Regions from separate parts of the Mus musculus genome. Here all the other regions are linked to region 3. Evidence: chromatin contacts called from public HiChIP or PLAC-seq data. All regions are on one chromosome and are shown on one strand. The core of a region is the stretch at or near the end of the contact, and the rest is flanking DNA. Distances in the headings are between cores, read along the strand shown. Region 1 has its middle 14 kb from the start of Gm34490. Region 2 has its middle 7.9 kb from the start of Gm38412. Region 3 overlaps Magi3 (membrane associated guanylate kinase, WW and PDZ domain containing 3).

Evidence for each region. HiChIP or PLAC-seq counts read pairs in DNA pulled down with a chosen protein or histone mark.
Region 1: a FOXA1 HiChIP or PLAC-seq map of pancreatic cancer cells shows a contact between it and region 3. The contact joins two enhancer-like sites. A contact is called at or near these places in 1 of 39 promoter capture datasets (frontonasal cranial neural crest), 1 of 115 datasets of contacts at active chromatin or transcription factors (pancreatic cancer cells) and 1 of 9 other capture datasets (embryonic trunk).
Region 2: a contact with region 3 is called in an HNF4G HiChIP or PLAC-seq map of pancreatic cancer cells. The contact joins two enhancer-like sites. A contact is called at or near these places in 5 of 39 promoter capture datasets (cranial neural crest, frontonasal cranial neural crest, hippocampal neurons and 2 more), 2 of 15 datasets of contacts at CTCF or cohesin (the NIH/3T3 cell line and large pre-B cells) and 1 of 115 datasets of contacts at active chromatin or transcription factors (pancreatic cancer cells).

What each region holds. Positions count from the first base shown.
Region 1 is chr3:104,540,253-104,542,952 of GRCm38.p6, forward strand. No RefSeq gene overlaps it. Among named protein-coding and RNA genes, the nearest start is that of Gm34490, 14 kb to the right of the region's middle. RefSeq lists an enhancer at 282-2,419. Within about 2 kb of position 1,284, at least 124 of the 459 cell types and tissues checked have an H3K27ac peak or open chromatin away from gene starts, as enhancers often do. A contact at or near this core is called in pancreatic cancer cells, where this site is marked.
Region 2 is chr3:104,399,760-104,402,677 of GRCm38.p6, forward strand. No RefSeq gene overlaps it. Among named protein-coding and RNA genes, the nearest start is that of Gm38412, 7.9 kb to the right of the region's middle. Within about 2 kb of position 1,647, at least 6 of the 459 cell types and tissues checked have an H3K27ac peak or open chromatin away from gene starts, as enhancers often do. A contact at or near this core is called in pancreatic cancer cells, where this site is marked.
Region 3 is chr3:104,108,294-104,110,993 of GRCm38.p6, forward strand. The region is part of intron 1 of Magi3 (membrane associated guanylate kinase, WW and PDZ domain containing 3); the gene reads right to left. Among named protein-coding and RNA genes, the nearest start is that of Magi3, 110 kb to the right of the region's middle. Within about 2 kb of position 1,313, at least 10 of the 459 cell types and tissues checked have an H3K27ac peak or open chromatin away from gene starts, as enhancers often do. A contact at or near this core is called in pancreatic cancer cells, where this site is marked.

The sequences.
Region 1 (2,700 bases), core at 34-2,533, 430 kb after region 3:
TCATAAATATAAAACTATACAAGTCCAAACATCTAAACATGCAAAAATGTACCTAGTATGCTGCTGCATGCATTTAACCTCTGCACTTAGGAGGCAGAAGCAGGCAAATCTCTATGAGTTCCTGGCCACTCTGGTCTACATAGAGTATTCCAGGTCAGCCAGGACTACATAGTGAGACACTGTCTCAAAAAAGACAACTAAACACAAACAAACAAACAGACAAACAAACAAAAAATAGTGATGCAGAGATGTGGTCTGAGTTTTATCTAAAATGTTTGGGTTGAAAGGCTTGGCTTCAACCACACATACTCATCCGATTTACAGGCGGTTAGGGGCAGAGTTCAAGTGTTTCATGACATCAGAACGTTCTGTAGGATTTGGCTGGAACTCTTGCCTCCTCCCTACCTGAACCTTCACCCCCACCCCCGTCCACCTCCCACATTTCTGGCCCACTTTCACCCCAAACCTTTTGCAACCGTTTAAATAATTTCCCACACCTGACCAGGAAAGGGGCTCCTGGGCAGGAGCTGAATCTGCTACGGAAACCTGGACTTGGGTACTGAGAGCTGAGGCACTCTGGAGATCCGTACAGTCAGAGACTGGAGGAAATGGGTCATTGCTCATGGCTGGCAGGAGCTACTGCTAGCCTGAGCTTTTATGCTGGGAAGAAATCCTTGCTCTTTCAACCAATGACCTACATGAACCTTCATTCCCAACAGCAATAAAGTGGGGCAATAAAGTTGGAAAGAAAAGCTGACTCCACAGCTGTGGGGCAAGAGTTCCCTGGCAGGAAAAGAAAGGCTGAAAGACCTGGTGCTTTCCCGGGACGAAAAAAAAAAAAAAAAAAAAACAAAGAGAGGCTGAGAAAGGAAGATTGGGGGCAGGAGGGGGACGCTGAGTCTTGACTAAAGCCTATAAATGACTGCACACCAAAAATTTTTATCACTTTTCTTCTTCTGTCTCCCTATTTTATTAAACATCCTGACTGTCCAAGGTGAGGTAAGGGTGAGCTAAAGGGGAAAGCGGTTGCAGAACCAAATCAAGTGTGGAGCTTGGAATCATGGGAATAGTGGGGCTCTTGGCAGAACTCTGCTGTTTGCTGGCTGTGCCCTGGAAACACCCACTGCATTGGCTAAATCTTCCCAGCAAACGCTACTTTACCATGATTTTGTTACATCCTGAATTGGTGACCTAGTGACCTTTTTGGTCTTGTCCTCTCCTCTCCCTCTACTGCTCTTCCTCTTTTCCTTGGCGTCCTAGAGTGTCATTTACCGGTGGGCAGCAGAGGGCGATCTGGCCCCGAAGAATGACCGAGTCGAACCCCTGGGCTTGCTAATGACTTGCAGTTCCATCAACATAAAGTGACAAAGGGACATTGTCACGAAGCCTTTGCCTTTCCATTCCAGAAGGCGCTACTGTCTTGGCTGACCCCTTTCCCCTCCCTCCCACTTCCCTTGCTGCGTCCCCCTCAGTCCACAGCAGCGGAAAATGAACGGGGTCCACAGTGGAGAAAAAAACAAACCCCAGGGCCTGCTGAGGGAAAACCGTAGGAAAGTGACCGGCATTAACAGCTGCAAGAGTTTCTCTCTCTCTCTCCATCCCCCACCCCATCTCCCAAACCTCAGCATACCTAATTATCCCCTGCAGGACTTGTTAAAACACAGCTTCCTGGGCCTCACCCTGGAATTCTGTTTTAACAGCCTGGACGGGGCCAGGCGTTTGCATTCTTGCCTTTTCCAAGGTATTCCGAGGGAGCACAAGGTGGGGTTTGGAGCGGCGTTTATGAATTCCAATGCAGAGATAGGAGTAGACTGCAGTTTGGGTCAGGGGCAACATTCTGGTGAGATGACACCCCCCCCCCCCCCCAGATCCTTCTGACTCCAAGCTAGAAGACTTCATAGATCAGCCAACTCCCTCCCTGGAAAGGAGCTGAGAATGTGTCAACAAAAGCATTGTTTGGAGGGGGGCTGAGTCCAGATAATAGGCTGCTTCTCCACTGACTGCTTCTTTCATCCGCTGGCTGGAGAATCAGAGTCGGCCTCTCCTTCACCCCTGAGCAGAGATGGCTTCTCCTCCATATTAAAATAAAGAATTATTCCTGAGCCCAGCTGTCCTTGTTTAGCACTCTCCAGATCCAGGACCTCCAGGGTGGCAGAGTCCTGTGTGGAATGAGCCCTTGTCCTCAAGACACCAAAAGTCCTTTCAGTCACTTAAAGAGAATTCCTTCTGTTTACTGCTGAGAGATAAAAGACAGAAAAGTATTATGGCCTACATATTAACCCCCATGTGATACTGTTAAGAGGGAGTACCTCCCAAAAAGGGTAAGCCAGGCCAGCACCAATGCCTCCAGCCCAGAACTAGAATGCCAGGCCAGCAAGGAGTCCTCAGCTAGACATATTCTCAAAGTGGTGGTGGTGTGTCTCTCTCTCTGTGTGTGTGTGTGTGTGTGTGTGTGTGTGTGTGTGTGAAGGAGAGAAGGACAAAGAGAGTGAGCCTTTTTTTTGGTTGTTTGGTTGGTTGTTTGTTTGGTTGGTTGGTTAGCTGTTTTTTTTTTTTTTGGTGCTGGGGATCAAATCCAAGACCTCATGAACCTAAGCAAACCTTCTACCACCCGACCAAGGGGGGGGGGGGCTATTGGGAGGCAGTTGGGTCACCAGGGAAGAACCCTTGTAAATGAGGTTTAAGGGTTGATATTTGTCC
Region 2 (2,918 bases), core at 397-2,896, 290 kb after region 3:
GGTAATTAAGCTAAGAACGAAGTAAAATGAGGTCATTAGGGTAGGCTGCCATCCAATGTGCCTAGCTTCCTGGTAAAAGGCGATTAGGAGACAGGTGTTCACAGAAGGAAGGCCGTGTACAGAGGGAAGGCACTCATCCACAAGCCAAAGAGGCGGCTTTGGAAGAAAACCCGCTGCCACCGTGACCTCAGAATCCCACCTCCAGAATTGAGGCACTAACTGCCAGCTGTTTAAACTCCCCAGCTACAGAATTTTGTTACCCTAGGAAACTAATGTACAGGCTCTGCATTTGCAAAGCTTTTTCTTATAACCTCACTTAATTTTTATGAAGTCACTCTGTTCATAAGAGCCTTGGCCCCTCAGTTGCTGATCTTGAAACCTTCTGATGGCCTCTACCTCCTACTTGCAAGGCAAGCGCTCAGCACCATTGCTTTGAGTGTTCCTGCCCCTCTGTCAAGGAGAGTGGGGTTAAAACTGGACCTAATCTGGGGAGACGCTGCTGAGCTTGAGCTTCTGCAATGGGTTGGTGGCAGGAATGCCATCCACATTCCTGTGCTCTATCACTGTAACAAAACGCCCGAGGAAACCAACTTAAAACCGAGGAAAGGTTAGGAAGAGGGAGGTAGCTCAGTCAGTAAAACATTTGTCCTTCAGGCATGAGAACCTAAGTTCAGATCCCCAGCACCAAAAATCCAGGCATGCATCTGTAACCCAGCACTGGGGAGGCAGACCCAGGCAGACCCCTGGAGATTTTTGGCCAGCCAGTTTAGCTGAATTGGTGAACTCTTGGATCATTGAGAGACCTTGTTTTTTAAAAAATAAGGTGACCAGCACTTGAGAGGAAGAGGCAGGCAGATCTCAGTCTGAGTTGAGGCCCAGCCTGATTCACACAATAAAGTTCTAAGACAGCCAAGATTACATATATACATACATGCATACGTGCATGCATACATACATACATTCATACAAACATGCATACACACATACATACATTCATACAAACATGCATACATACATGCATACATACATACATACATACACACACACACATGTGGAGAGCAACTGAGGAAGATACCTGACATTGACCTCTGGCCTCCACATGCACACACACGGACACACACGGACACCACGGACACCACGGACACCACGGACACAGACACAGACACACAGTGAGTGGAACATTTTGACTTGATGTTTCAGGTTGGTTCTGTTACAGAAGATGGGGGTTGAGATTTCTGAAGCAAGGCAGAATATTGTGGCAGGAGCCAGTTGTAAAGGAGATGCCTATATCATGGCGGCCAGGAATATAAGGAGAGGAAGGGGCTGAGGGTCTAATGTCCCATTTAAAGAAGTATCCTGGAGATCCAACTTCATTCTGGTAGGTCCCCCCTTCAGCAGCACCACAGATTGGGAACCAAGCCTTCAACCCGTCATCCTTTGGGAGATACTGTCAAAGGCTGATTTCTTGTTTTTCCTGTTCATACTTCCAAATCCAATGAAGAAGAAGTGAGCAGCTTTGTGGTTACCAGGTCCACCTCTGCTGTCTACTCCAGGAGTACAAGCCCCATCCCCCCCTCCCTAGACTGCTGGCTGCCTGCCTGCCTTGGCCCTCATTGCAGGGGCACCGTTCACTGTGAGTCACCACACACTGGAAGGAATGCCACCAGAGAAATGGGTTCACCTGAGGTTTGTTTTCAAAACAGTCATATCTTTTCCTCTGAACATGTATTGAAAAGTTGATAGCATACTAAGGAGTCAGACTGGTAAAAATCCATTGGCTCAGCTTCTTTTTTCTCTTCTGTGTGTGTGGGTTTTTTTTGGGGGGGGAGGGGGTTGGAGGGCTGAAACTGGGCAGGATGGAAGTATGAGACAGTGCACAAGATTTAAATTTTTTTTTATTTATTCCTATCTTTTTTTTTTTGTAAGTGTATGTATGGGTGGGTATGTTCATTGCACACAAGTGCCCAAAGAATCCAGAAAGGGGTTTTGGAACTTCTGAAGCTGGAGTCACAGGCTGTAGTGAACCACCCCACATGGGTACTGGGAAACAAACTTGGGTCCTCTGGAAGAGCAGCAACCTCTGAGCCATCTCTGTAGCCCCTTAAAATATCTTTTTATTTAGATACCAGAATATACCAAGAAAGGTGAAATTATGCTCATGATCTTACTCTCCTATATCCTTAAAAAATACTCCTTTCTGGTCTTATCTAGATGTTCATATAATTTTTACAGCTATATTCATGGCAACAAAAAATGAGATTTGATATTTCTGTTTAACATTATACGAGAGCATTTCTCCAAGTCACCACATAATCTTCGTGATTATATATATTTTTAATGGCAGCGTAATGCAGCCCAGAGCAATGGAAGCAGAAAAGCACAGCCATTCCCCTTCCCAAACCCATTTAGGATCTGTCCAATTTTTCACTTCAAATGATAGCCAGTCTCTCCCGCCCCCTCCCCTCCCCCTCCCCCTCCCCCTCCCACCCCCGCAGAACTGAAGAACAGCAGCAGACTCCTGATGAAACTGGGAGGTTTGGGCGTTGAACAGCCGTTCCATGTACAGGTGGTTTGCCCGGGACTCACCCTCGATAGTGAAAACAAATGGGTGGAACAGCCTCAGAGAAAGGCTGGGTAAGATGGATGCCCTGGAAACACACAGTGACACCAGCCATTTCCCAAGTCATCCATTTCCTAAGTCCCTCTGAAACCCCTGCCAGCCACTCAGCTGGTGACAAGGTAAGGGGGCACTTAAAGGGAATGGCACAGGGTCTCAATCTAGCTCCTGCAAGAAGAAAGTATCCAGGGGTAGGGGAACTCTGCCTCCTCTAGATCTTATCACTCTCTTGAGCCTGGAACCTCCAAAGTGTGAAAACTGAGGGCCTCCTGCTCCCTCCAGGGGCCAGGCAGATGTGGTG
Region 3 (2,700 bases), core at 63-2,562:
CACTAGGTTTTACCATCAACTCCTACTGGTATGGGCAGTCACAAAGAAAAGGATGAGAGACAACTGCAATCCAAAATGCATTTTAAACAAAATGTGCAACTAGACACTGAATGTAGCATTCGTGTTTAGCATCACTAAAACTGAAAATCATATCTGCAAACATTTTTAGAAACTCTAAGTTTTGTTCTTATTTTATTTGTATGAGTGTTTTGTCTGCATGTATGTATTTATGTGCATCACATGTGTCCTGGAGTTGGAAGAGGCAAAAAGAGGGTCTCAGATCTCCTGGAACTAGAGTTATGGATGGTTGTGAGCCACCATGTAGGTGTTGGGAACCAAACCAGGGTACTCTGCAAAGGCAGTAAGTGCTTTTAACTGATGAGACAAATCTCCAGTCCCTCCATCATTGCTTCTTGACAATCAAGACAATATACTGTAAGCACCAGTCAATTAGACATAATGAAAATTTAATAAAACTGAGTTGACATTATTTAAGATTAACAACTGATAATAAAATATTCTAAATAAACCATTCACCATGGACGTCCCTGTCTCCAGAAACTAATAGAACTTTCTAAAGAATAAAGCGATTGTTTCTTCTATGTAATTTCAAAGAATTTAAAAAAATCTTAAATAGGTAGTTTACTAATGATTATCAGAAGGCCAACAAATATATTAATTCCCAAGGACACTGTTGTCCTACAGAGATGGCTCAGCAGTTAAGAGCACTTGTTGCTCTTGCAAATCACCCACATGGTGGCACACAGCTGCCTGCAATTCCAGTTCCTGACCCTAAGCCCTCTTATGACTTCTATAGGTACTGTATGATCCTGGTGTATAATATATAATGCAGGCACATCTATATATGATCTCTGTCTCTGTCTCTCTCTCTCCTCCCCTCTCCTCCTTCTCCTCCCCCTCTCCCTTCCCCTCCTACCCACCTCCCCCCAGGTTAATTCACAGAACCTTGACATCTCAAGGGCATGAAAAAAAAATCTCCCTGAGGCTAATGTAAACGTTATTAAACAAATACAAACAAAAGATTCTTTATAATGTGAACATTCTTACCTAGCCAGCCTATGCTTTAAAATTTTTTGCTCTTTGAATTCTATTCTTTGGTTTTTATATGAACAGTGAAACTGGTTTATAAAGTTTAAAAATATATACATCAGACAAATAGTTTGGCTAGATGAATGTCTGTAATTGGTATTTTAATTGTATAAAAATATCCAGGCGGTCAAGTTTGAATATACAACTCCTTAGTCAGGAATTCACAGCTACAAACCCATAGTTACTGAATATACGCAAACTCTGAATCACCACCAGTTCTCATTGAGAAATCAGTGAATAAAGCAACTGGCTATTATTTGGATTAACCCTGAGTCCTGTTGGCGTGGGTTCAGCATGCAAACAACTGTAAATCAATCTACCCACACTTCATCATCTTTTTGACAAGGACAGTAAGGAGAATTTGTCAACTGCTTGCTAAAGTCAAGATACAACATGTCTTTACTATTCTCTAATCTAGAAGCAATTATAAAACAGGGGGTAGGGGGAGAGTAAAAATGAGGTCAGTTTGGCATGTCTTGTTTCTTAGAAATCCATATTGGCTCTGGGTGATAAGCTATTCTTTTCTAAATACTTGGAATTTGTTTTTAAATAATCTCTTCAACTTTTGTGAGTTTAGATTATAGTAGGGCAATAGACTTGTGTGTTCACAGTCTACGGAGCACTTCTCTCCAGTCTCCCAGTTCTTCTTACATTCTCCTCCATGAAGTGTGTGTTGGGAGCAGGGGGATTAAAATAATTCTGAGGTCACGTCTGAGACTCTTCAACTCCAGAAGCCAATCCATTTAAGTCTTTTTAATAGTTCAAACTGAGCCCCAATCCGCTATGAAGTAAAGGCCTATTTTGAACTCCCAATCCTTTTGCTTCTGAGTGCTAAGATTACAGGTATGTACCACCATGCCTGGTTTATTCAGTGCTGTGGAAGGAATGGAACCCAGACAAGCACTCTACCAATTACACTACTTCCCCATTCCTCCTTAAAGTTTTGAAAATATAAATTTATTTAAAGTAAATTATGCTCTTTTTAAACAGATTTATGTATGTTCACCTTTATATATGGACCTGTGTGAGTCTACATGCACCACATGGGTGCCAGGCGCCCTGACCTTAGATTAAATTCCCTCAAACTCGTTACCTCTAAACTGTGAGCTACCTCTAAACTAAATCTTATTCTTATCCAATCCCACCACATAGCAGATGTTTAGCATAATGTCCAGCTTTCCTGTTTTATATTATTTTTAGCTTATACTGTTGAAAAAGTAACTTGTTCCTTCAAAGTTTTCTTAAATTATTACTTTGTTTAGTTTTTTTTTTTAAATTTTTTATTTGATACACAATCTCTCTACACAGACTTCGCTGTCCTGAAACTCGCTATGTACATGAGGCCGGCCTTGAACTCCTTGAACTCACAGAGATTCACCTGCTTCTGCCTCCCAAGTGCTAGGATCAAAAGCACGTGCCATTATGCCTCTGGCTTCCTTCAAGATTATAACAGAAGTAAAATAAGAATGATACAAGGTGGCTCAGTGGAAAAGAACTTGCCAGTAGGATCCAGGCTCTGAGTTTAATAATCCCCGACTTCAAAAGTTGTTGGGTTTTTCTGCAAGGGAGGGGGGGAGATGGCCTATCTAC